Linked DNA regions of Hordeum vulgare: regions 1 and 2 are each linked to region 3. Evidence: chromatin contacts called from public Hi-C data. All regions are on one chromosome and are shown on one strand. The core of a region is the stretch at or near the end of the contact, and the rest is flanking DNA. Distances in the headings are between cores, read along the strand shown. Region 1 holds the start of LOC123404403 (brefeldin A-inhibited guanine nucleotide-exchange protein 1-like). Region 2 holds the start of LOC123403710. Region 3 holds the start of LOC123401217 (citrate synthase 4, mitochondrial-like).

Region 1 (4,274 bases), core at 1,307-3,806, 950 kb before region 3:
CTAAGACTACAAGGTTCAGCTGAGGCAAAACACATATTCTTTTTTCCAGGTTCTGTGAGGGTAAACTGAGACTGAACTGCCGCTCGTTTACTTGCTGATCAAGGAGGTCATTTCCACTTACTCTAAGCATAGAAGGGAGAAGGTTGAAAAACTAACAAAAAAATTGTCTTCAGTCCTACTTACTTTGACTTGCCCCAGGAAACTAGGTTCAGCCCTCTATTGTTTTTCATTTTTTATAACTTGCAGGCTTGCAGCATAACTGGAATTTACTACTTATCAGGAAGGTATTTGCATACCTTTCGAAAATATTTGGTGCATCAACATCACAATCGTAGTTCACGAAGATATCAATAAGAACCTGAGACTCTTTACAGATGTCCTCCAATAAATTTAGAACTGTCATTTTCTGCAGAAAGCTAGGCTGATGTACATTCTCAAGAACCCTTAGGACAAGCATGGGAAAAAATATTCCAATTTCCTCTTTCAGCCCAGATCTAAATCTTGACAGCAAACCCACAAATATGGAGCACAAAAGCTGGAAAATACTCATTGCTGACAAGGCACTGTTTTTCAACAAGGACAAACAAAGATACTGCTTGATTGCTCCAAGGTACCTGCAGGAAAAGGAAAAAAAAAACTTCAGTATGTAAGTTTTTACTCACTTGTCAAGATCACCCTAAATTGGAATGTTCCTTTATAAAAAGAACTAAAGAAAACCTAGTAATCTCTCCTACATAATTTTATATTGACCAGAATTTGTGTGAATAGTGATATTCATATCACAACCTCAACCACACAGGCTTTCAATTGTTCTGTTGGAATTATTCCTTGCCATTTTCATGTATACACGTTCATAAATGTTAAAAGTTCCATGTGCGCTTGCAAGAAGTTCGCTGAACAAAGAGCATATTTTTACCACCACCACTTCTCCACCTTGTATTAGATGATGATCTTCTATTGTACTAGATGATGAACATCTTCTATTATCATGTTGATTATACGTATCAAAAAACTCATAAAAACATGTTGGGACGTACATAAGCAAACCCCACCTGGATCAGGGAAATAATACTATACCCTAATAAATGGGAAGGTGTGAATTCATGAGCTAGTACTAGTGTATGTTTCTGCATTGCCTATTTTATGCCTTCCTTGGCATAGTTGTTTGAGCCATCAACAATCTTGCAATTGACTGCAGTAGAAATACTTGTGCAGATAGAAAATGCAACAAGTTGAACTGTTGTTAAAATGCATATAATAAGTGAAACAAGAGCAATCGTGATCATACTTTTCATTGATTCTCCAGAATGGGCCAGCATTGTCCACGACCATCTTGAGCAACTCGAGAGATAACACCTTCCCCCGCAACAGCACCTGGTCCTCGGGGTTATCAGGTGTTGAGAACTTCATTGACAGCTTGCAGAGGTTCTTGAAGAGTGCTAACCCATCCTCCCTGATCTTGCTCATCCCCTCATCATCCTTCTCATCCACCTCAGCCATCGCCACCGGGGTCCCTGGCTCCGGGACGTCACTCCCCTCCATGGCATCATTTATAAACCCCTGTGCCACCTGCACGATGCCTGAGTCGTTGAGGCTGCGATCAGACACGTCCATCATGTCCGTGATGGACACCGTGGGCACGCGGACGTCCATGGAGTCCACCTCCACGCGCGCGAACACGATGACCAGCACCTGGGCGAGCGCCAGCTTGGCGCACATCTGGTTGGCGCCGCTGCTGCTGCTCAGGTATATGTTGTAGCAGGTCTTGAGCATTTGGCCGAGGCCGTCGCCGCGGATGGCGATGGAGGGGCAGCGCGCGGCGGCGACGAGCACGCGGAGGGTGGCGAGCTCCATGGCGTCGTCGTTGAGGGCGCCGCAGGAGAGGACGGCGGCGAGGAGCTTGGAGGCGGGGGAGTCGTCGGCGGCGGCGCCGAGGTCGCCGAGGAGAAGGCGGTGGTAGAGGAGCTTGGCGACGCAGTCGAGCGCGGGGTCGGCGACCTTGGGGGAGGCGGACTCGAGCGCGAGGATCAGCGCGTGGAGCGAGGCGGCGGCCGCGGCGACGGGCAGGCCGAGGAGCGGCGAGGGGTTGGGCGAGGTCGGGTCGGGCGAGTGGTAGGAGGAGGAGGAGAGGAGGTCGAGCGCCGACTTGGCGGCGGCGACGAGCGCCGAGTGCTTCCGCCACGCGGCGTTTTTGATGATGCGGTCGAGCGCGGGGCCGAGCACGCGGCCCGACGGGGTTGAGCCGCCCAGCGGCGCCGTGGGGGACGCCATGGCGGGAATGGGGCGCTCCCGGAGGGGAGAGAGAGGGTGGGAGGGAGGCCGCTACGCGCTGGTCTTGGCCGCGGCGGTGGTCATTGGAGGCAGAGAGATCTGAGAGGGACCGGGGGAGGAAGAGGTGTGGAACAAATGGGAATGCGAGGGAGGGAGGTGGTGACGGGCGTGTCCGTGCGTGCGCGTGGGGTGGAATGGAAGAGAGGAAGGAGGAGGGGTAGGACTGGGATTCCCGCCCCCCGCGAGGGCCACTGCCCAACTTTCCTGGGCGGAGCGTTACCCGAACTTAACTAGTGCGGTTTAGCACTCTGCTCCCTGCACTTTCTGGTATTCTCGTCGCCTCGGCTTCTCCCCTCCGAGAGTCAACCCCCTCGTGCCCTAACAGTAACAGCGGCCGCCGTGCCGCACCTCAGCGTCGCCGCCGACGACGCGCTCCCGCCCCCGCCCCCGCCCCCGTACCCTTCCCCAGCGCTTACGCCTCCCGCCCGTCACGCGCTTCGTCCCCGTCGCCGCGATACCCCGCTGACGTTCGCGATTTCGGGGTGCCGCCTGGATCCGCCCCTGGCCGATGGAGTGCGTGGTGCAGGGTATCATCGAGACCCAGGTACTGTGTCTCCTTTGTCTGTTTTGTAGAGATTCATTCATGTGTGCAGTAGCTATCCATTGCTGTTAGGGTAGTGCAAGTGAACTCTACTTGTTGCCAAAAACAAAAAAACATGTGATGTTTGACTGTTTCATACGGAATTGTAACTTGTCAAGGATGCTGTAATGCATGACTGATTTGAACAAGGAGCGGGAAAATCATATGTCAAAGCATAGGCAGAGCGACGATTTATGTGTGGTATTCATCTACTGTATTATGATTCGTCGTAGGATGGCACATCTTCTTGGTGCCTCTAGTGACATGCGCCAACTTTTGTTGATGAGACTTGGCCTTTTGTGCTCTCTTCTTGTATATGTATTTGATAAGAGTTTTGGCACACAGGCCCTTTGGCCTTTCAGGTTGCAGTCATGATTTTGGATATTGATTTTTTTTAGATGTATCCATCGCTTATGATGTGGTATCTAGAATTTCATCTTTACAGTTAAATAAATTCTCTTAGTTTGTTTTGAATATTGATTTGTTGGAGTTGTCACAACAACTATCTCCACACACTAATTTATTTATTATCTTCTCATGGGGAGGGGTCCCTTTAACTGTACTTATGTTAAGATTTAGGCTAGAAGGCGGCAGTTGCCGATCTCAAACCTGGTTAACCCTCCCTAATCTGTTCGGAAGAGGATAATTAACTTCTATTTCTTCTATAAACATGAAGTGGCATCAGAAATTTATGTTCATAAATAATGCTAGTATTGTTCATTGATTCGTTGTCTCCAACTCCCCATCACAAATTGTTAGTCACTTATCAGAATGAAACAACACGACACTTTTAACAAAAATGTCACAAAGTTGGTATTTAGATCATGCTGACCACAATATGTCCATTGCTCCACTTTGAGGGCACTACTTCTTGTATTATAATATATTAGATAGATTTGATGTACAGTTGGAGAAATCACATAATCTGTGTAGTTTGTTTACAGTAAAGGGAAATTCAGTTCCACATATTTGACTCCATTCATCTAGGGTATTTATTTCGGGTTGGAGTTGTCAGTATAACTATCTTTCTGCATTAGTTTATCAATTGCCTTCTCATGAGAAGAGTCTCTATAGCTGTAAGATTTATGATATCCCTTTATTAGGAAGAAAAAAGATAAGATGTATGCTAACCCTGGGTCCGTCAGCTACCTCGTGTTGAACTACAATTACATGTAAAATCCATTCACCTGCTGAGTTTATTTATCCCTCCTTAATGTGTGCTCCCTCCGTAAAGAAATATAAGAGCGTTCGGATCACTACTTTAGTGATCTAAACGTGCTTATATTTCTTTACAGAGGGAGTACTTAAGAAGATAATAAAGTTGTTATTTCTACCTTAAGTGTAAAGTGATATCTGAATTTCA
Region 2 (4,109 bases), core at 1,205-3,704, 900 kb after region 3:
GAAATAATTCGATATCTGAAGTCTCGAATGTTTTATGAACAGAAACAGAAAAATAATGCTGGGCTATGGCAAACATGCATTTTAACAAGAATGACAAATTCAAAACTAGTGCATGAAAGAACTGTGTATTAATCTGCACACAACTGTGGTCTGTTGATGTCTTCAAAATTTAAAATTGACAATAAGAACAAGCCTGAAGCAACAGCACGTATTTTCTGCACAAGACAATGTATTTAATAAAGCTCACAGATGTAATTTCTGAGATGTCACTTCAAATGCACTAGCCATGGATCAAGGTGGAACATACTTACTATAATCATTATGATATTTTACATTAAAAAGACTAAAGTGGTCTATGGTCTATCACAACATAACCAGCTGGGATATAAATAATACTCCTACTAAAGAAATACAAAAAAATTGGGACGGAAATCCCTTGACTCATACTCCCCCCGTTCCTAAATATAAGTCTTTCTAGAGATTCCACTACAGACTACATACGGAGTAAAATGAGTGTCCGTAGTGAAATCTCTACAAAAACTTATATTTAGGAACAGAGGGAGTAATACAGGAACTTGAGAACTTTTGTCATCAAGGTATGGGACCACTTGCCTGATACTGCAGTAACTTCAGCTTAGAGTGTGTGTACAATTTGCATAGAATTGGTGATTCAAAGAAAAATAAGTAGGATTCACAACAAACTTCACATACCTAAATTTCTTTCTTAAAGACTAAGGATGTAACTAAAATATCAGTGCATTTGCAGTATCTTTGGTTTCAGCCAAAGGCAAATATCTAGCACTAATCAAGATATTTGTAAATCTCATGGTAAATGGACCCACAACATTGCAAATAACAGAAATCAAGTACATGATTACACATCAACTGTGAGGGTGCACTAAAGCTTGCATGTCTTGTGATGTTGTACAACTCTAGTGCCAATTAAGCCAGTTAGACAAAAAGTAAACCTTAGTACCTTACAGCCAAATCAGCATTTTGGACAATGATAATAAGATATGTTCCTGATTCAAACACGCAACTATAAACAAATCCCTGTGTAGAAGGCCGAATGCATAATGTTGTCATCTAGAAAGCAGTAGGACAAATTACCCAGTTGTGCCAAATAACCAGATAGATGGAAAAAAAGTTCCTGTGAATTTAGCTAGTATTGTACATTAGGATAGGACAAACAATTTCAATGTCTACTTGGACAGTAGTACTTCTTAAAGGCGCAAAAGAACGGAAAAAGAAAGTACTTCCTACTTACCACAGAATACAGATGATCATCATAACAGGCACAGCGAGGACAAGCTTGGTACTATCTGTGAAAATAATAATAATGAGATCGTATGAAAATTTCAAATGTAACTCTACATATCAACTTCATATGTCCCTCCCTCCTTGCCTCTCTCTTTCTCTCACACACAGTCTAAACATAATAAATCAGCCAAAAAAAACAAATATTATAGCAAGCAATACATTGTTTTTATTTTTGGCTCCAAACTTATGTAGGGACTAGGGAGGTAAGGTGTAAATAATATGCCCTAGAGGCAACCCTAGGGTTGATTATATTTCATTGTATTCATGAATTTTCAGATAGTTTGTTCACAGAATAATATCACCACAAGTATGTGACTTATTTGTGAATACTCCATGTTTACGTTTACAATGTTTATTTTAAACTGATCATCAAACATTAAACGTACGAGATTCGTATTTCATGATTATAGACATGGAAATATTAAACCAACAACACAGACACACGTTCGAGGGTGTGGCACCCGCAGCCACTATGAAACAACACAAGAACATTGTACTCTTCGTGTCAATGGCTGGTCTTACAAACAATGTGTGCTCAAGATGTGTAATTAGTAATAGGGGACATGGCTCTAATCTTCAAGCAAAAAAGGTACCCGTATCCCCTAGGACCCTTTTTTTTTGTCCGCGACAGAGAACAGCTCTCTTCATCTGCAGACACACACGCATGTTCAGACAAGTTTATGCCCTCAAAACACTTCGGTCTTACCCCAGCCCTAGTTCAGCCTCGAGACGCCACGGCGGGGGTTCAAGCAAACGACGAGCTCCCCGGCCCAAGTTCGGCAACGCATCACTGGACACGCGCACCCGCATCGCCACTCACCCCGCAGCAGCCCCGCGCGTGAACCATTCACCGGTCCGCGTTGATTAGGGTTTCGTTGAGTTCCGAGAAAAAAGGATTGCGTGGCCTCAACGACAGGGAGAGGGGGCGGCGCGTACCTAATCGACGGCGGAGGCGGCGGGGGCCGGGCCTGGACGCGAGCCTCCGGCGAAGGGAGGCGGGCGACGCCGACGAGGAGGAGGAGAAGGGCGGAAGGGTTTGCGGTTTGCGCTCGAAATCTGACGAAGGGGGGCGGGCGGCTCTGGTGAGCGAACGGCGGCCGAGCAAATGAGTACTCGCGCTTGTGAGCGAACGTGAGGTCAAGGGGTTAAGGGGTTGGAGCCCAAACTAGGTATGGATCCGGGTGGTGTCGGGTGCGAGAGCGAGCCCGTCACAGAGGTCCTGGTGGGGTCTCTGACGGGGCCGTACCCATGCGCCAGATTTTGACGGGGTTTTGGACTTTGGCTCCAATTACAGTAAAAATTGTTTCTTTATACCATCCACTTACCTAACCGAAGATCTGGCATTCAACCCGCGAGGGTAAGTTCGAAGAAATAAAAATCTCCGCATTCACCCAACTGTGTGTAACAATAAAATAAAAATCTGCGATTCACCCAAGAGATCGGGCATCTAATAGGGGACTCACCAAAGGTAAACGTTTACCGCCCGTGCGCCGGCGGAACGCTTCGGCCGGACGCACGTGCGCCGGCGGAACGCTTCGGCCGGACGCACGCGTGTCATTGATCTCGCGCGCTCCTCCCCATCCTGAACGGTCCGCGATTTTCTCCCCATCTCGAACGGCTCGCGCGTTGCGCCGCATCATCCGCGCGTCCCAGCGCCGCCGTCGTCGCTGCGCCGGTCCCTGCCCCCATCGGCCCGCCCGAATCGTCAGTTCCCGCCATCGTCGACCGCCCGCATCGTCGGATCCAGCTTTCGCCCGTCGTCCTCGTCGTCTGCCCGCCATGGCCGGGACGCACGTATACAAGTGTTTACAAAACGTCACTCAAAATTGCTGCAACGGCTATTTAGAAAAGCTTCAACCGTTGATTAAAAAAGCTGCAATCATACATATAAAAAGCTGCAAGGCAAATCATACTTTTCGTCGTGAAGTTTTTGGTTGAAGCTTTTTTTTTAAACGGTTGAAGCTTTGCTATACACGGTTGAAACTTTTTGAGGAGTGACCACGCGAGATGCTGCAGTCGGAGCGGCGTTTGAAACTTTTTTCATACACGGTTGAAGTTTTTTCTGTCAACGTTTGCAACTTTCCCTCGTGAAGTTTTTGGTTGAAGCTTTTTTTTAATGGTTGAAGCTTTTTCTACGCACGGTTGAAACTTTTTATCCATCGTTTGCAACACAGGGGGTGAGATGCGACCGAAACGAGGTGAAGACCGACGAGGTGAAGACCGACGGGCTGCATCCATGGTGCTTTCGACAGGCGGCCGAGGCGACGACCGGCGGCGACCGACGATGAGGGCGACCAGCGGTGAGGAGGCGAGGCGGTCGGCGCGTGCTGGGGCATCGGCGGGGGGCGAGGCGCGTGCTGGGACGACAGCGCGTGCGAGGATGACCGGGCGGTGGGGGCTCGCGCGAGCAGATCTGACGGTCAGGGGGGCCTGATCCCACGGCTGTTGCGCGACCGGCGCTAGCCTTCGGGCCGGCGCGCCGACGCCTAGCACTGGCCCTCATCAAATCGTTCTCGAATGTTTGGACCAAGACGGCTTAGCTAATTAGGCTCAGCCGGTCTGGACGTTTGAATTCCGCTAGGCCGGTTCCAAATCAATAAAGCTCGGGGAGTCCACATATGTGTCTCTTAACATTTTTGTCTCACACAAAATCTTATTTAAAGTCGTGGCTTTTATAAATATGACATTCGCCTTTGTTTTATACATTTGATCCTAGAGATCGACACTGAGATGTACCCCTCCCCCCCTCCCTCTCGCCCTCGATGCTCCTCCGACCTTGTTGGGCTACC
Region 3 (4,556 bases), core at 1,666-4,165:
CCAAACATCAGAAGAGTTAGCAACGGCTTATATTCAGATTCACAAAGAAAGTGGAAGTTCCCCTTCAACATACATAACTAAAGAGTTTCCGCTTTTCTCATTAAACCATACTACAAGAAATTCAGGACAACGTTTATGTGTGCTCACATAATAAAACTTGGCTATTTTAGCAACATGACTTCCTAATCTTTCTGGTCATCTATGACTACATATGAACTCTACAACAATACACTGAGCAGGGGGGATAGGGGACCTCGAACAGTCGAACGGCTAAGCAACTCCTTTGATAGAGCATCAACTTGCTCCTTGGTTGGCACCTGAAACAAGCAATGACCAATCAGCGCATGCTAAACACTTGAAAGTTTACAAAATAGAGGAAGAACATGGCAAACTCAACATAGAACCATGTATAACAGAAAAAAGTCAACCAAGACGTTATGTCTTCTACTGCATCAATGAACAAATTATACCTCCTATTTCCACAGACCACTAAACTAAAAAGGGGTACATGTTTCATAAGAAGTCAAACCTTTCCGGTCAAAAGAAGCCAAAGGAGACCCTCAGGTAAAGGTTCTCCATCTTTAACTGCAGCCGGCAGTACTTTCTGGCACTCTGGAATAGAGAGACCTCTAAATCGAATACCCTGAATAGGAAGTACACAAATTACAGGCATAAACAGAGATATACAGTGATGCATAACTTTAAGTATCTCAAACCAAACTAAGTACCAATACTATCAAAACTCTGCAATGAGGCAGGCATGCTAAAATATAAACCACAAGGGATTATACTCTTGTAGTCAAGCAAGTTGATGCAAAATGGATTAATCAAATTTAAACGTGAACATATCTTTTAAATCACTGTACTATGGTCAATTCTGGAAAGTGATTCATATTTCAACATAAGGTATACAATTAACACACTTATTACTACTGTAGAGGGACAGATTAAGCTCAGCTTCGGCACAAAAACTTGACTAGAGATCCCAAGATAATATAATAATCAATTTTCTAACACAAAGAGCATTCCTAGACATACATGCTAATATGTAATTTGCTCTTATTACAACACACATGGCACTACAAACGAGAGCAATAAAAGCATACCTCCTCCGGGTCAAGTAAAGATGTTTCCCAGAGCATTCCAGTCATCCCTCTCATCCCACCAAGGACCTGGAGAAAGTAGAAACATTGTTCAGAATTTGGTCGGGCATAGAAACAGAGTTTTTAAAGACAAATGTTACTAAATACATACCATGTCCACAGTTATGTTTCCAAGCTGGACCTTTCCATGCTCTGACTTAAGTTTCTTCAAGCGATCCTGTAACAAAATGCAGTCGACATGAAATAACTTTGAACCGACAGAATTATTCTTTCATAAAACAAGTGGTTAGAGCGGTGAAGACGAATCCAAGTAGCATCTCTCAAGTACATGCTCTGAATATTCTGGTTCTGTTTCTTTAAACTCAAGTGCAAAACTGAACTTTGTGAAACTAATAATATTAAGGGCATAATTGGCTAATCTTCTAATTTAATTTCATATCAGGCAGGTAACACAATCTAGTGCAACACAGGCATAATATATCTGAAACAAGGTAATTTGTTCCTTAAAGGCAGGCATAATATATCTGAAACAAGGTAATTTGTTCCTTAAAGGCGTTAAGGTATTAAATGCTACTCCTTCCCTCCCAAAATAAGTGCCTCAACCTAATAGTACAAAGTTGGAGACACTTATTTTGGGACGGAGGGAGTAGTTTGCAACAATTATTATTAGCTAGCATGTTACACCATGGCATTTGCGAAATAAAAGGTGTTCTACACTATTTGGAAGCAGAAATTAAGCATGATGTCACACAGAATCACATGAACTGACAAGGTTAACACTGGTTAAGCAAATAACAGGGGTTGATAAAAAAAGAGAAGATAAGGAATCAGATGCCACGAATACTTTCCAACTTTACAAGAGAATGCATCAGTGAGCCACAAACCTGTTGCTCCGGAATCATTTCCTGCAGCTGGGACCTAAGATCCTGCATTTTCAGGAACACAGTCAGCATCATATTTCAGAACAAACAAAAATCGCCCTCTCAAAAATCAAGCCATCAAACAGAACAGGAAGATTCTTGTCTTACGAGATCGGAAGCGCTCTGCATCTGCAGCCATCTCACACCACCAAGCGTGGTGGCATCCTGTCCCTGGCAACACGGCGGGAAAAAAATCTCAGCATTAACCAGGGCGCATCCCCACCCAATGCAACCCGGGGGTTCTGACGGATTCACTCACCATACGGGATCGCAGTCTCGAGACCGCGGCCAGGCCCCGGAAGAACGCCATGGCCGGAGCACGCTGCTAGCACAGCTGCACAGAACACGAACAAGATGGTTTCATCAGACCCTAGGGCTCCACCGAATCAACCAAAAATCCAGCACATAATCTTCTTTTTTTTACAGCGACCACGAGCACGCCCAGAAAACGCATCGTAGCATTGGCTCGTAAATTCCTCCAGAACAGAAAACAACAACGGAAAATCGCGCGGAGACGGGGCGGATCCAAAATCCCATCCGAAAAAAATACAGGGCAAGCACGGAGCACCTCGCGGGATTCCTAATGGCCGTACGTAAATTCGAAAAAAAAATCGAGAGAGACGCGATTGCACGTCGCTGCGGATGGATCAGAGGCAACAGGCGCAGATCAAACGCGCGGAGGGACGCGGCGAATTCGACAGGGAAGTTTCGGGAGTTCGGGGATGCTTACGCGTGGGGAAGGGGAAGGTGGGCGGACCGAAGGGGTCGGGGGAGGAAGCTGCGAATGCTGGAAGAGGGGCGGGTGGGGGTGGGGGTGGAGATGGAGGTGGACGGCGACGGGAGCCAGCAATTTGGAGTCGCCTTCCCCTAATAAAGCGCCGGCTCTTTTTCCTCTTCTTCCGCTCCGAGCCCCCCGGGAATGTCTATTTTGCACTCCTCCGCACGTATCGGAACCCGGAAATGTCTACTCTATTTTGCACTGGCGAGTTAATCTTTCTTTTTTCTTTATTCTCGTCGTGGACAAATTCAATAACTCCCCTTCTTCTCACTGAACGAAATGTATTTGTGTGTGTCATCGTCGACCCCTCGTGAGCAGAAGCGGCCATGGCACTTCCGCGTGTGATGCATCATTCATGAGCGACGATGAATGGAAAGCCTGGTGTAGAAGGACGGTATTATTCAATGCACCTTTTGCCACCAAACAAAGGTTGGGCCGCCCTAGCCAGGCATTTGACCACGTGAATTTTCTTTTGGGGCTTGGTTATACTAGTATTTGTGTAGAGACGTGGAAGCTGCGGGGTGGAAATCAGAAAAATTTAGAGCCAACTAATTAAACGGGGAGAGTATTTGTTACAAGATTTTAAAATCGGTTAGCAGAGGCAGCTACCGGATGGGAACGGGAAAAAATTCTAGGCTTGCTCCCCAAGATGATCAGCAGGGAACGCGACGTGTCTACACACAACTGTCGTTTTGGGTAAAGCCCAACGGCAGTATCTGATACTTCTGTGGCCCATCTAAGAGCCCACCAAATTGGCCTGGGCCTCTCGGGCCGTGGGCACCATAGCGCGCTTGCATGCCCGACGATTAAGAGGAGCGCCCCCAGAGCATAGAGGAAAGGAGGAGCGAGCGGCGGAGAGGAGAGGAGCAGCAGCCATGGCGACCACTCTCTCGTTATCTTCTCCCCTCTTCCTCGCCGCTCCTCCCAGAGGTACCTACCTCCGATGACTCCTCTCCCACTGAATTTCTCGCCATCCGGCGTAGCACCTCGGCCCGCGTACTGATTCCGATCTCAAAGCGGTAGAAATGTTGAGTTAGGCTAGGCTGGATAGGGTTTGGTTTGGCGGCTTTGGCCCTGTGTTGCTTGGGCACATGCTACTCATCTGAACAAACTCACAGTAAACTAGTAGAATCGAGTAGAGATGTTTGTTAATTTTGTTGCAGAAGAATTATTAATTCATGTCTTTCATATGTGTTTCCTGAATGAATGAAGGCAGTCCAATGTGAGGCACATCTAGTGGCATGACTTTTTGTTTTTCTTTTACATCTTCAGCTAGAGGAGGAGTGGTTTCAGCTGGTCCATCATGGAGCACTGCAAATCTGCCGTGCATGAGGAGACGTAGCCGGAAGCAGCAACGAAGCACACCAATAGTATCTCTGGTTAGCTCACAAACATCTTTGTGAAGTACTACCTCTGTTCACAAATACTCCCTCCGTTCCAAAATTTAAGACCTTTTAGAGATTTTATTAGAAAGCTACATACGGAACAAAATGAGTGAATCTACGCTCTAGAATATGTCTATGTACATCCGTATGTAGTTTATAATGCAATCTCAAAAAGGTCTTATATTTAGGAACGGAGGGAGTATAATTTTGAACTGCCAAAACGTCTTATATTTCTCGTTTAAAAAAAACGTCTTATATTTAGGAGCAGAAGATGTAGTTTACATTTCTCCGTACTGTACTCTACTTTCAATCTTCTATTTGCATTGATCTGGTAACCGATGTTGTCCTCCCCTTCTTTGCAGTTTGGGAG

Evidence for each region. Hi-C and Micro-C count contacts between places; a contact is called where the count stands out from the background.
Region 1: a Hi-C map of seedling shows a contact between it and region 3, with 5 times the contacts expected there. The contact joins the promoter of LOC123404403 here to the promoter of LOC123401217 in region 3. A contact is called at or near these places in 2 of 6 Hi-C or Micro-C datasets (leaf and seedling).
Region 2: a contact with region 3 is called in a Hi-C map of leaf, with 3 times the contacts expected there. The contact joins the promoter of LOC123403710 here to the promoter of LOC123401217 in region 3. A contact is called at or near these places in 2 of 6 Hi-C or Micro-C datasets (leaf and seedling).

Annotation. Positions count from the first base shown.
Region 1 is chr6H:154,020,571-154,024,844 of MorexV3_pseudomolecules_assembly, reverse strand. It overlaps LOC123404403 (brefeldin A-inhibited guanine nucleotide-exchange protein 1-like), which reads right to left and starts at 2,556. Exons shown (of 12, transcript XM_045098327.1): 1 at 1,289-2,556; 2 at 297-614. The coding sequence starts at 2,271. It overlaps LOC123404404 (mediator of RNA polymerase II transcription subunit 18), which reads left to right and starts at 2,788. Exons shown (of 5, transcript XM_045098328.1): 1 at 2,788-2,875. The coding sequence starts at 2,840.
Region 2 is chr6H:152,168,834-152,172,942 of MorexV3_pseudomolecules_assembly, reverse strand. LOC123403710 reads right to left here and starts at 2,454. Exons shown (of 3, transcript XM_045097622.1): 1 at 2,257-2,454; 2 at 1,268-1,322.
Region 3 is chr6H:153,070,629-153,075,184 of MorexV3_pseudomolecules_assembly, reverse strand. It overlaps LOC123401217 (citrate synthase 4, mitochondrial-like), which reads right to left and starts at 2,915. Exons shown (of 20, transcript XM_045094955.1): 1 at 2,754-2,915; 2 at 2,283-2,357; 3 at 2,132-2,194; 4 at 1,988-2,029; 5 at 1,255-1,320; 6 at 1,107-1,172; 7 at 530-643; 8 at 254-317. The coding sequence starts at 2,333. LOC123403566 reads left to right here and starts at 3,619. Exons shown (of 8, transcript XM_045097492.1): 1 at 3,619-3,731; 2 at 4,074-4,180; 3 at 4,549-4,556. The coding sequence starts at 3,677.